Regions from separate parts of the Mus musculus genome. Here region 2 is linked to region 1. The links are chromatin contacts, called in public promoter capture Hi-C maps. All regions are on one chromosome and are shown on one strand. The core of a region is the stretch at or near the end of the contact, and the rest is flanking DNA. Distances in the headings are between cores, read along the strand shown.

Region 1 (6,085 bases), core at 1,209-3,708:
CCCTGAATCAACCCCATAGCCACATTACCTACGTTTAGATCCAGGCTATCATTTCCTAGCTGTGTGGTCTTGGGTGAGTTCTGCTCTGTGTTTGTGTGTGCAGGGATGGGGGTGGGGCTGGGTGCATGTGCACATGTGGGTGTGTCCTCATATGGGTCCATATGTGTAGAGAGACCAGCAAGCATCCTCAGGTGATAGTCTTCAAGTGTTGTCTATCTTGTTCTTTGAGACAGGGTCTCTTCCTACCCTGGAACTTGCCAGATTGGCTAGGTTGGCTGCAGGTAAGCCCAGGAATGTGCCTGACTCTGCCTCCCCAACTGTAGGATAGTAAGCACATGCCACTACACCTGGCTTTTTTGTTTTGTTTTGTTTTGTTTTTGTTTTTTGAGACAGGGTTTTCTCTGTGTAGCACTATCATCCTGGAACTTGCTCTGTAGACCAGTCAGGCCTTAAACTCAGAGATTCACTTTCCACTGCTCTTTGAGTACTGGGATTAAAGGAGTGTACTAAAGTGCACTCCTTCTTTGCTTAAAGCTAGTATCAAAGTGACAGATTCATTAAGGCAATTTCATATATGCCATTAAGGTTGCCCCCCCTCCCCCGTGTGTGTGTGTGTGTGTGTGTGTGTGTGTGTGTATTCCAGGCAGAGTTTTACTCTGGCTAGAATTTCTATGTGGGTCATATATGTTCATGTCCTTTCCAAGCCTTTCACTGGGGTGACCTTTTACTGCCACTGGAAGCTGTGCTCCCAGCAAGGCGCCTTGTGGGTTCTCATAGTCTAAACCAGAAGAGGTCAGAGAAAAAGTTAACTGCAAATTATAGAGCTCTCCTCTCACTTCTGGAGCAGCTTCCCCCTCAGCCAGCTTTCCAACATTCCTCTGAGATTATGGGGACTAGTATGAGGACAAAGGGCCAGTCCCCTGTGAAGGCCAGTGACACAGCCCCACCTCCACGTGGGCTGGTGTTTTCAAAGTCCTCCGTTCCCTTATCTAAATGCCTTCCTGAATGGAGACGTTGATTTCTTACTGTTCTAGCAACCAGTGGTATTCCTAGGCCAGGCCTCTTTTTTTTTTTTTTTTTTTCCCCTACTTGTCTGGAGTTCAACTCCAGGCCTAGCTCCACGGGATCGTCCAAAGTCTCTTTTCATTTGCACTCCTTCCCCCGCCCCCCCCCCCCCACTCCCCAGACAGTCTCACTATGGAACTTGGGCTGTCCTGAAACTTACTGTGTAGACTAGGCTGGTCTTCAGCCCATAGAGATCTGGCCTCTGCCTCTGTGCCTCTCAAGTGCTGGGATTAAAAGCATGTGCCATTATGCACAGATTATTTGCACTCTTTTGTTCAGTAAGATCACTTTTGGGGGAGTAAGTCCAGATAAGTACCTACCTACTCTTTTTGAAGAGTTTTTGGCTTCCAGCAGACTGTGAAAACCCACAAAGAAGCCATTTTCTGCATGCTGGGGTATAGCTAGAAAGAAATCTCTCTTTCTAGCTATACCCCACAACACAGACCTGTAGTTTTATATTCTTTGTAGCCTCAATTACTTCCTGGAAGGACTGAATGATGAGACCAAAGAATGAGGCAATGTGTGGGCATACAGCATAGGGGCCTTGGCCCCCTTCCATGCCCTAGGGCAAAGGTACATTAGTCATGGTCACGCGACTGGACAGCCCGGAAGAGGGGGGGGGCAGATGACAGCATCCACAAAGCCAGGAATCGCGAACCAAGCACCTTTGGCCGGCAATTCTGGAGGCCGTTGAGGCCAGTCTGTTAGGAAGATGTCCTGAGAATCTAGCTGACATCCTCAGCACCACGGACAGGGAAACTGAGGCTGCAGGCACGTAGAGGGGGAGGCTTCTCTCTGAGCGGAGAGCGCAGCCAGCTGGCAAGTGGGTGTGTGGCCTTGACCCAATCTCTTTTTGATATTAGACCTGCAGATGGATAACGCCTCCGGCCAGGAGTTGTATTGGGCATGGAAGCATCTCGAACAGGGCCTCGGAAATGTTGTAAAAACACACCCACAGAGCTCCTTTGGGAGCTGCCTTGCCCTAAGGTCACGCGGAAAGAGCAGCCAGCCTCCAGACACCATTTTCCTGCAAAGTCCCCGGGGCCTTTCAAATCATCACTTTCAGACCTGGGGGCGTCTAAGGAAAGTTTCCCTTTCAACATCCACTCTAGGGTCTGCCAAAGCTGCAGAAGCCTCGCCTCTCCTGCCCTAAGAGGCTCGAGTCCGCAAAGGCGCCACCTTGTGAGTGCAGGCAATTGAGATAGCCTTTACAGGACCCTCGCGACCCCTAGACAAGGCCCCGCCCCCGGTGCGCCGACCCCTCCCTCATCGTGGACTCACCGCCTGAGCCTAGGAGGGGCTGTGCCGCAGCCAATGGGAAAGCGGCGTGGCGAGGGTGGCGGCGGTTGTGATGCGCCAAAGCGTCCAATCAGCGGCGAGCGCGGGGGCGGGCGGTGACGCTGGGCTCTCCGCGTGCAGCGCTGTAAAGGAGCGAGCGCCGCGGCCCCCTATAGCAGTCGCCTGCCGTCAGCCTCCCGCGCTCGTCTCTCGTTACTGCTGCCTGACGTCCATTGCTGCCTCTCCCCGCCGTCGCCGACGTCGCCTCCCCGCGCGCTCCCACAACCGCCGCCCGGCCGGTCAGTGAAGCCGGCGAGCCATTCCCCGCGCCGGCCCCCAGAGGCGGGCATCCAGCCGGACCCTGAGTGTGGCCCTCTCGTGCTGTGGCCGCCCGCGCCTTCTCGGCCGCTTGTCCAGCATGAAAACCAAGTTCTGCACCGGGGGCGAGGCCGAGCCGTCGCCTCTCGGGCTGCTGCTGAGCTGCGGTGGCAACGCTGCCCCGACGCCCGGCGTAGGGCAGCAGCGGGACGCCGCAGGCGAGCTGGAGTCCAAGCAGCTTGGTGGCCGAACCCAACCTCTCGCGCTGCCGCCGCCGCCGCCGCCGCCCCTGCCGCTGCCCCCGCCGCCATCACCGCCGCTAGCGGACGAACAACCCGAGCCCCGGACCAGGCGCAGGGCCTACCTGTGGTGTAAGGAATTCCTGCCCGGAGCCTGGCGAGGCCTTCGCGAGGACCAGTTCCACATCAGTGTCATCAGGTCAGTGGCTGCGGCACCGCGCGGTGGTGGTGGGGGCGGTGGGGGGTGAGGCTGGAGGGCGGGGCGGGGCGGCGGCTTGGGTAGAGGTGATCGCCGCGCCGGTGTCCGGAGCACAAACCCCGCAGCGCGGAAGGCCGCCTGCGGGCGAGCTTTGAGAAAATGTGTGCTGGGTTGCCGTCCCTTGCGGAAGAACAATACTATGTAGTTATACAAGCACATTCTGTACCAAAGCTCAAAATAGATGTGTCTAGGAAGCCGTTTCTCTGCGAGGGCCTTGAATGAAAAAAGGGATGTTGTTCCCAGCACTCGGGAAGCAGAAGCAGGCGGATTTCTGAGTTCGAGGCCAGCCTGGTCTACAAAGTGAGTTCCAAAACAGCCAGCTCTACAGAGAGAAACCCTGTCTCGAAAAACGAAAAAAAAAAAAAAAAAAAAAGGAAAGAAAAGAAAAGAAAGAAAAGAAAAAGGGATGTTGTGGCTGGGCTTTAGAAAAAGAGGGAGGAGCCGGGCGTGGTGGCGCAAGCCTTTAATCCCAGCACTCCGCAGGCAGAGGCAGGCGGATTTCTGAGTTCAAGGCCAGCCTGGTCTACAGAGTGAGTTCCAGGACAGCCAGGGCTACACAGAGAAACCCTGTCTCGAAAAAACAAACAAACAAAAAAAAAAAAAAAAAAAAAAAGAAAAGAAAAAGAAAAAGAGGGAGGAAAAATCCCCGGGGAACTTTTCCTTGTAGTACTTCTAGTCTGTAGTTTGATCACAACCCCCTCCCGCTCCAGAAATTCACCTTTGGCACTCAGTGAGCAGAAGCAGGCGGATCTCTTTATTATTGAGGCCAGTTTGGCCTACATAGTAAGTTTCAGACCAGCCAGAGCTACATAGCAAGACACTGTCTCCAAAAGAGGTAGAAGGAAATTGATGTGTGTTATTGGAAGGTAGCAATCACTCCTGTCTTTCTGAGGCTCGTGTCGTGTACCCGTGTTACTGGCCAGCGTCTGGAGGTGTGGCTCCACAAATCATTGTGAAGTAAAATGAATTCCTCCTCCTCAATCTCAAGCCGGGCATGGTGGCGCACACCTTTAATCCAGCACTTGGGAGGCAGAGGCAGGCGAATTTCTGAGTTCAAGGCCAGCCTGGTCTACAAAGTGAGCTCCAGGACAGCCAGGGCTATACAGAGAAACCCTGTCTCGAAAAACCAAAAAAAAAAAAAAAAAAGAATCTCCTGTGGGCAGAGTGATCATGAACATCCTTAGGTATTGGAGCCTGGCCTTGAACCAATGAGGATCCTATAAGCAAGCATATTCACACACACACACACCATGCAGGTCGGGTTGTCTTGGAACTCACTATGTAGACAAGCTAGCTGGTCTCAGACTCACAGAAATCCACTGCCTCCCCTAGTGCTGGGATTAAAAGCATCTGCTGCCATGCCTGGCGTTCCCCACTTCTTTTACGTTTAAATATATTTCACCTTAGATTAGAAAATAGTTTTTTATGTATTTAGACTTACTAGAGAAATGTAACTGTACCCTTGCCATTTTTGCACAAGTGCTTAGCATTCAGTATTGAATACGGGTTGGGTTTTTTTGACCTTTAAAAACCCATTTGGTCATTTTCTACCAGTTTCTGTTTGATTGGTTGACCCAGTTGAGTGCCAAGTGTCTAGAAACTGGCTGGCTGGCTGCCACAAATAATCCTCAAATCCAGTTGTAGTCATTTGACTCCTTTTCTGTGCCCAGTCTCTCACCAGAGTCATGAATGCAGCAAAGTTAACTCTTAGATGGACTGCACTTCCTCTTTGCCTTTCAATGTTCAGGTGCCTCATGGATCTGAGACTATGTCAGAGGTTTATGAGCAGGTATTTAAAATATAGTTGGTAGGAAGTGGAAAAAGAAGACCACAGATACTCAAATCATTGTTGAGCGTCCTAGAAAAATTTGTCCCCAAACTTGTCCCCTGACAGGCTTAGCAGTTCTTACCAGGAGAATGGTAACGATTACTGTGGCACGGTCTTCCTTCTCCCTATGGAAGTAAAGCGAGGCCTGAGGGGATGTGCTTGTCCCACACTTGGGAGGGGAGGTAGAAGTATCAGGAGTTAAAGGCTAGCCTGGGCTATAGCAGCTTTGAAGTTGGAGACGAGCCTGGATTACATGAGACCTTTTTTCTTTTTTCTTTTTTTTTTTAAAGATTTATTTATTTATTATATGTATAATACACTGTAGCTGTCTTCAGACACACCAGAAGAGGGAGTCAGATCTTGTTACGGATGGTTGTGAGCCACCATGTGGTTGCTGGGATTTGAACTCTGGACCTTCGGAAGAGCAGTCGGGTGCTCTTACCCACTGAGCCATCTCACCAGCCCGAGACCTTTTTTCATCAGTCCAAACCAATGCTCTAGAGGAGTGACTTGCCCGAAGTCCATTGATAGCTCTCTGGTGTTCCCCTCTTCTACATTGGCCCTGGGGTCTGTTTGGACAGCCCTGTACCCAGCCTTAGAAAGACGAATCTTAAGCCCGGCATGGTGGCGCACACCTTTAATCCCAGCACTTGGGAGGCAGAGGCAGGCGAATTTCTGAGTTCAAGGCCAGCCTGGTCTACAAAGTGAGCTTGTGGTTGTCTCTATGGACTGTGTCACTCATAAGTTAAATCTGTTTTGCTCAAACCAGTCATTGCAAAAGTATGGAGAATATTTTGGGGTTTTCTTTTTTTCCTCTAAGAGTCTTGAAGGCAGGCCTTTCCTTTTGGATTGCAGTATCTTTTAAAATGTGGCGTGCTGTAAACAGGGTAGTCCGTGGTTACAGACGCTGTTGAATAAGGAGAGAAGGTGATTTAGGATGTGGGGAAGTGGGTGGTAGCTACCTAAGTTAGTGGCTTAGCTGGCTCCGTTCCATCTTCCTGGTTTATACACCTCAGTTCATTCAGCGTGTCCCAGGGTTAAGCTTTTGGCTCCTTCCCACCTCAGAATGTACTTTCTGTCCTAGCCTTAATAGTAGCA
Region 2 (6,085 bases), core at 2,119-4,618, 420 kb after region 1:
ACTCATTGAGGCAACCCTGGTCAGAGTTGAGTTTCTCCTGGTAGTAAGTAGCCCAGGCAAGGGCACTGCCACCAGGCACAAGGCCACTGCCTAGAGCTACCTCACATGCCTGGTGCAATACCTGCAGTGTGGCCCTGGGACAAGAAAGAGGGGCTAAGTCACTCAGTCCTACTTGGTTCCCTCTCCTGGGCCTGGCTGCCACCTAAGAGCCTGGCCCAAGGTTAGGGCTCTGCAGCGCTTACCACATGGTCTGGATAGAGACAGGCTTGAAGATTCGGCTTTGACCACCAGATGTCACACTGAAGCCCCTGCAGGAGACCCAGGGAGGGTGGAACCAAATACCAGGCTCTCAGAGAACCTGTTCATTTGCCAGATATGGGGATGCTGAGGCCCAGAGTTAGGTGACTTGCCCAAGATCATAACGTATAAGAAAGTAGGTCCCAGCACCGCCCCACTGTTCAATGCCTGCCTCCCCATTCTTCTCTCTCCCCTCCTGTTGCTGCCTCTTACCCATCGCCGTCCAGGTACACCTGGGTATCACTCCAGAGGGGCAAGACCAGGCCCAGGGTGCAGCTGTGGGAACTGGCAGGGGACAGGAGAGCCATTGTTCCTCAGCACCTCACAGCCTTGGCCCAACCCTTCTCTCCCTGCTCCTACCTGCTGTCAGGGAAGTCCACCCCAAGCAGGATGGCCTCCTCACTCAGTTCTTCTCCCGTGGATACTACCAGCAGGTAGCGAAGTCTGGGGGGTCGGGCTGCCTCCAGCTGGGCTGCCTAGAAAGATGGAAGAGGCCCTGAATTATAGGAGCTCCAGGATCTGTTTCTTCACTCCACATGGACACAGCTCACATCTTGACAGCCCCTGTACCACCAATTCCTAGACAGAAGATCAGTGGCTACTGGAGAATATAGTGGTACTCCTTTTTTGCAGTTTGTGACTCAACAAACTGTCTTTTGAAGTCTGACCCCCAAAACTGTGCTACTTCTGGCAGTTTCCGCAAGAGAGTATCTGAGTGAGAAGGCGGCCATCCTTCTTGCGGCCTTCAAGAGACAACTGAACTAAGGGTCTTCTGGAAGAACGGTCAGAACTCTTAACCCCTGAGCCACCTCTCTAGCCCTGCTACTAGCAAATATTTTATTTGAGAAATGCCTCCTACCACAGATATTAATCTTTGTTTTTGTGGTGCTAGGAATTAGATGTAGGGCCTCACACATGCTAGAAAGATTTCATCTTATAATGGCTTAGAACAACATTCCTGGGGCTGGAAAGATGACTCAATGGTTAAAAGCATTGGCTAATCTTCCAGAGGACCCAGACTCAGTTCCCAGCACCCACATGACAGCTCACACCAGTCTGTAATTCCAGTTCCAAAGCTTCTGATACCTTCACACAGACATACATGCATGCAAAACACCAAAACATGTAAGAAAAAAGACAAACAACAAAACCCTAGGGCTTCTGTTCTAAACAGCTTTTCCAAAGCTCGAATCTTCTTCATTCTTTGCTGCCAACAAGAAGTGTCTGCCTCCACACACTTTCTGGAGCTGGCCCTTAGGTTCCAGGGGATCCCAGACTTCTTGGGTGCTCTGGTCGCCTGACTGGCACTTAGCTGCCAAGGCGTACTACACAACCCTGGGAGTATGAGTCCATCTCTGGGCAACTCACTAGTATCAACAGAGGCCTCCTGTGGATTAACAGAGACCTCCCTCATATAACCCCAGCTCTTGGCTCACAGGGGACAAACCTCCCTTGTCCATTCCCAGCCCTCCAGAGACAGATATGCCCTTGCCTTGCTGTCTCTAGATGAAGTGGCAGAGTTGTTGTGGCCCCAGATCTCATAGCACTGATCTTAGATAGACATGAGCTCCGGGTGGTTCCTTACCAGGCGGATATCATCCTGCGGCCTCAGCAGCTCCACCATGAGGTGCAGGTGCCGCTTTTGCACTTGTTTCCAGGGACTCTGGAGTCCTTGCCCTTTGTCAGTCTGGTCCTCGGTGGGCTGTTCCTCACCTGAGGGTTCCTCCATTGGCTCAGAGTCAGCCTCAGATGCAACATTACTGTCCCCTCCATCCTGAAGTCCCAGGACAGCCCCTCGGAGCACCGCAAAACTCTGCCTGGCAGAGCGATGGGGACATGGTTCAGGTCATAGGTTTTCAAACTTTAGGGAGGCTGAGTCCCCTGGCTGGCGGAAGTGGGCTGCTGGCCCGCTCTCCAGAGTCAGATGGGCCGGAGTGAGGCACAGTTTGCACTTTTGTAACCAGGACCCTGATAGCGGTAGGCACCTAGAGCCAGCCTTGGGCTCTCAGGCTCCTCCTCACCTTGTTTTGCACCTTTGGAATGTGTTCCTTTTCGGGGTGGACTCAGATGCTATAAACTTGTTTAAGCACTTATACTCCTTCAGGTCCCATCCTGCCCTTGGTCCTGGGATTACTGGGCGAGCCAAGGTCCAGGTAATGTGTGAAAGCATCTACTGGCCAGGGCTAAGTTAACCATGCTGGTTCTTCCACAAGCCAGAGATGTGATGTTTGCCAGCTCCACCCACAGCATCTGCCTCCCACCTAAGCATGAGTTTATCTGACAATACTTAAGTGAGTCCTTGGTCCAAGCAAGACATCAGGAGTCCACAATGGCAGCAGCTAGGCCACAGGCTATAAGGAAGCATTTGTCAGACAGAACTCACCTGCGCTGGAGCCGGCCTCTGCGTCTTACCACTCGGTCCTGCTGAGAAAGCAGCCCGGGAATAGAGTAAGAGAGCAGCTTCCAGGACAGGAAGCACCCAAAAGCCTCTCCTCTTCCTACAAGGGAGCGCTAGGTGGAAAAGAAATCTCTTTCCTCTGAAGCCGCTCCCCTCCAACAGGCCCCAGAGAAACCCGGCCTAAGTCCAGGTACAGCAGTGCTGCAAGGATAGGGGGTTGCAGAGTGTGGGAGGTATTTGGGCAGATCTGGGCTTCAACAGACCCGGGCGGTTCTCAGGATTCCGCATCTACCTACGTCGAGCTCCTGGGAGCCTCAGGGCCTCCCAAGTGCCTTAAAACGTGAGACTCAAGGTCCCCCTCCGCCTACTCCCAGCCGTCTGCTAGGGGCAGGACTTGCTCCCTAAGGCCTACCTTGGCAGCCAACTGTAAGAGCGTAAAACCAAGCTAAACTCACCGTGGGTCCCACAGGCGTGGAGTGGCCACTTGCCGGCGGCGAGCGACTCACTGTGACCAGCGCCATAAGGTAGGCAGGCCCGGAACACCTGGGCGAACACCCGGCACGACCCCTCCCTCAGCCTTACGGTCAGTCCCTGCCTTCGCACAACCAGGAAGAAGAGATTGGAGCCACCAGGGCCTGGCACCTCCTCGGGAGCGGCCCTTAAAGGGCCCGACTCATGACCAGTCTGGTCGCGTAGAGCTGGTACCGAGCGACAGCGGCCCCGCCCCTGCGGTCTCGGTTCAGCTTGCCCCGCCCCGACCGCGCTAGAGGCGTGGTCAAGGGCGTGGCGCAGGTGAGCCCAGACCTCACTTTCCCTGCTTTGGTCGCTTTGCCCACAGAAGGCTTTCAACCCTTCTTGCTGCACCCAGTAAGACTTGGACCCCCACTGTTTGGTTTATGCTATGGTTTCTTGGAAAGGAAGGAGCAAGGGCAACAGTTTTGTTTTTGAGACAGGGTCTCACTATGTAGCTGACAGACCTGAAACTCATTATATAGAGCAAGTCGCCTAAAACCCAGAGATCCACCTGCCTCTGCCTCCCAAGCACTAGAATTAGAGGCATGCGCCACCATACCTGGGAGGCAATGGGTCTTAAATCTACCACCCCATTCCAAACTTGCTCTCTTTTCTGCTTGGCTGTCATTCCTCTACTCTTGAGAAGATCTGGGAGAACAGAAGGCCTTTTTGGAATTTTTGCAATAGTCCCCAATACCTGTACGCATTTCAGGTCCACCCTAGGGGTGACTAGGACAGGGCTGAGCCCCTTCCCCAGAGAGTGACTTGCTTAAAGGTTCATTCTGGTAGAAAATACTTGAAACAGGGGGAACCTGTGCCTGAGTTTTGGGGATGAGGTGGGAGCTTCCCCCAGTAGGTAGAATAGGAAGACCCAGCCCAGCGGGAGTATGGACCATCAGGCTGGGTGGCAGGCAGAACCTGGGGTTGGGGTAGCATCCAGGGAAATTTCAGAATCTCCAGGAACTCCTGCCCCGTGAGAAGTGGTCTTATTTTCTAGCTGTAGAAATGGAGGCTCCAAAGCTGCTCAGTGCCAGCTCCAGCGAGGACTACCCATCAGTAACCCCATCCAGTGTCCCCTTGGTTCCAGACCACGCAGGACAGCAAGCCTACTGCTGATGGTCTCTTTATTTCCACCTCAGTCTCACTGCTAGCCTATCTTCAGTGCCCAGGTCCCAAGCTCAGCAGCAGACAGTTTATAAATAAATAAATTACAAAACCAGGCAGAAGGCATGGCCCTGGGGAGCCGTCCCAAGGCCAGGCAACTCAGTGCTCTGTGAGTGACAGCTGCAGGATCCGCTGTAAGTCGTCTTCTTCCTGCTGACCCCGTCGCTCCAACTCCTCCTGTTCCCTTGAAGACAACTCCAGGGCCAGGCGAAGCTGCTCCTCAAAGCTTGGGGGTGCAGGGGATGGAGGTGTCTTCTGAGGAGATTCTGGACCCCTGGACTCTGTGGACAGCTGTAGGCTTTCCTGCAGGGCCCTTCAGGGTAAGGGTTGAGGGGAGAGCAGACCAGTGAGAAGGCTTGGGGAGGAGCCAAGCCCATGCAATTTTGAGAACAAGGTGTCAGGGACAGAGACAAGCAGGCCCTCTTTTGGCTCTTCATGCTCCCCACGGTAAGCAGCATTTTGCCATGTGAAGGCATGGAGCCCTTGGATCAGAACTCCCTGGCTTCCCACCCATCACCAGCAGCCAGGGACCCACACACAGTTCCTGAGGGACTCACTGCTCCAACTGAAGCTGCTCTTCAAACACTGTGACTCGGGGAGGAGGGTGAATGCCAGGCCGTGTGTTGGTCAGGGCTTCCCACACCGTCACCTGCAGCAGCCAGAGCCCAGAACTGTCACCTTGGGCCTGTGGCTGTAGAGGCCATGACCCACCTTCCACTTGCATCCCACCTGCTCTGCCTCTGTGCCTGCCTCAAGCAGGCTCTGCTGGATGGCAAACTGCAGCAGGTCGTCATCCTCATCCCGAAGGGGCTCGCTGCGCTCAGCACCCAGCACACTGTATCCCTCGGGCACCTCGAATACAGTGGGGTCCACCTCACATGGAAAAGGGCTTCCTGGGCAGGGCAGCGGAAGGGTCATGTTCAGCCCTAAGGCTGATCAGAGAGCTACCAGCTGTGAATGTCTCCTGTAGCTATAGTCATACCTGAAGCAGAAATGGCAGAACTGGAGTTGGGGACGCACACCGAGCTCACAGGCTCATCACAGCCGCAAAGGTTACTGAAGGTGATGCGGGCATTGAGCACATGGAAGAGGGGAATCTCTGAGGGGAGAGAGCCAGGCTTGAGCTGCCTGCACCCCTCAGTAACCCCAAACCTGAGGAGGGCATCATGCCCAAGTCCTGGTTACCCCCTTGCCTGCCCTCTCACCAATCTTGACAGGGAAGCCTGGTGGGAGACGCAGAGTGATGAAATCCCGTAGCTTGGCAAAATGAGCGTTGCTGATGGCCATCAGGTCAATGATGGGTGTCACCTGGTCACCCAAGGACAGTGGGTGCTCCTCACTTAGCCACAGTGTTGCCTTGAACCTATCCAGCCGACCATAGCAAGTGGGTCAGGGACACACACACACACACACACACACACACACACACACACACCCACACACACCCCGGTGCTTCACCCTTTCTAGTCGCCTGCCTGTGATACCCTTCTCCCTGGTCTGCTCCTATTAACTGTTACCCTCAGGGACTCACTGGCTGGAAAGCCTGGGCAGCCCCTGTCCTGTCCTGGTGCTGATGATGGCTTCATGCCACTCTTTTGAGCTGCACAAGGAAGGCCACAGCCAGCCTGTGGGCTTCTCTTGGGGCCTTGCCTCTGTCCAAAACTAGTTCAGCACTGTGCTGGACACACACACATACAAAAATGTGCTGTTCTT

What was found. Promoter capture Hi-C pulls out the DNA fragments that hold promoters and counts their contacts.
Region 2: a promoter capture Hi-C map of pre-B cells shows a contact between it and region 1, with 4 times the contacts expected there. A contact is called at or near these places in 1 of 39 promoter capture datasets (pre-B cells), 2 of 130 datasets of targeted methods (pancreatic cancer cells and stem cell-derived neural progenitor cells) and 1 of 9 other capture datasets (liver).

Annotation. Positions count from the first base shown.
Region 1 is chr19:3,849,315-3,855,399 of GRCm38.p6, forward strand. It overlaps Chka (choline kinase alpha), which reads left to right and starts at 2,459. Exons shown (of 12, transcript NM_001271496.1): 1 at 2,459-3,099. The coding sequence starts at 2,762. Gm51271 (predicted gene, 51271) reads right to left here and starts at 1,502; the gene lies at 1,453-1,502.
Region 2 is chr19:4,265,865-4,271,949 of GRCm38.p6, forward strand. It overlaps Ssh3 (slingshot protein phosphatase 3), which reads right to left and starts at 3,369. Exons shown (of 14, transcript NM_198113.3): 1 at 3,151-3,369; 2 at 2,681-2,721; 3 at 1,883-2,114; 4 at 658-773; 5 at 511-582; 6 at 243-308; 7 at 1-134. The coding sequence starts at 3,216. Ankrd13d (ankyrin repeat domain 13 family, member D) reads right to left here. Exons shown (of 15, transcript NM_026720.2): 11 at 5,578-5,735; 12 at 5,355-5,471; 13 at 5,102-5,265; 14 at 4,930-5,021; 15 at 4,316-4,685. The coding sequence ends at 4,472.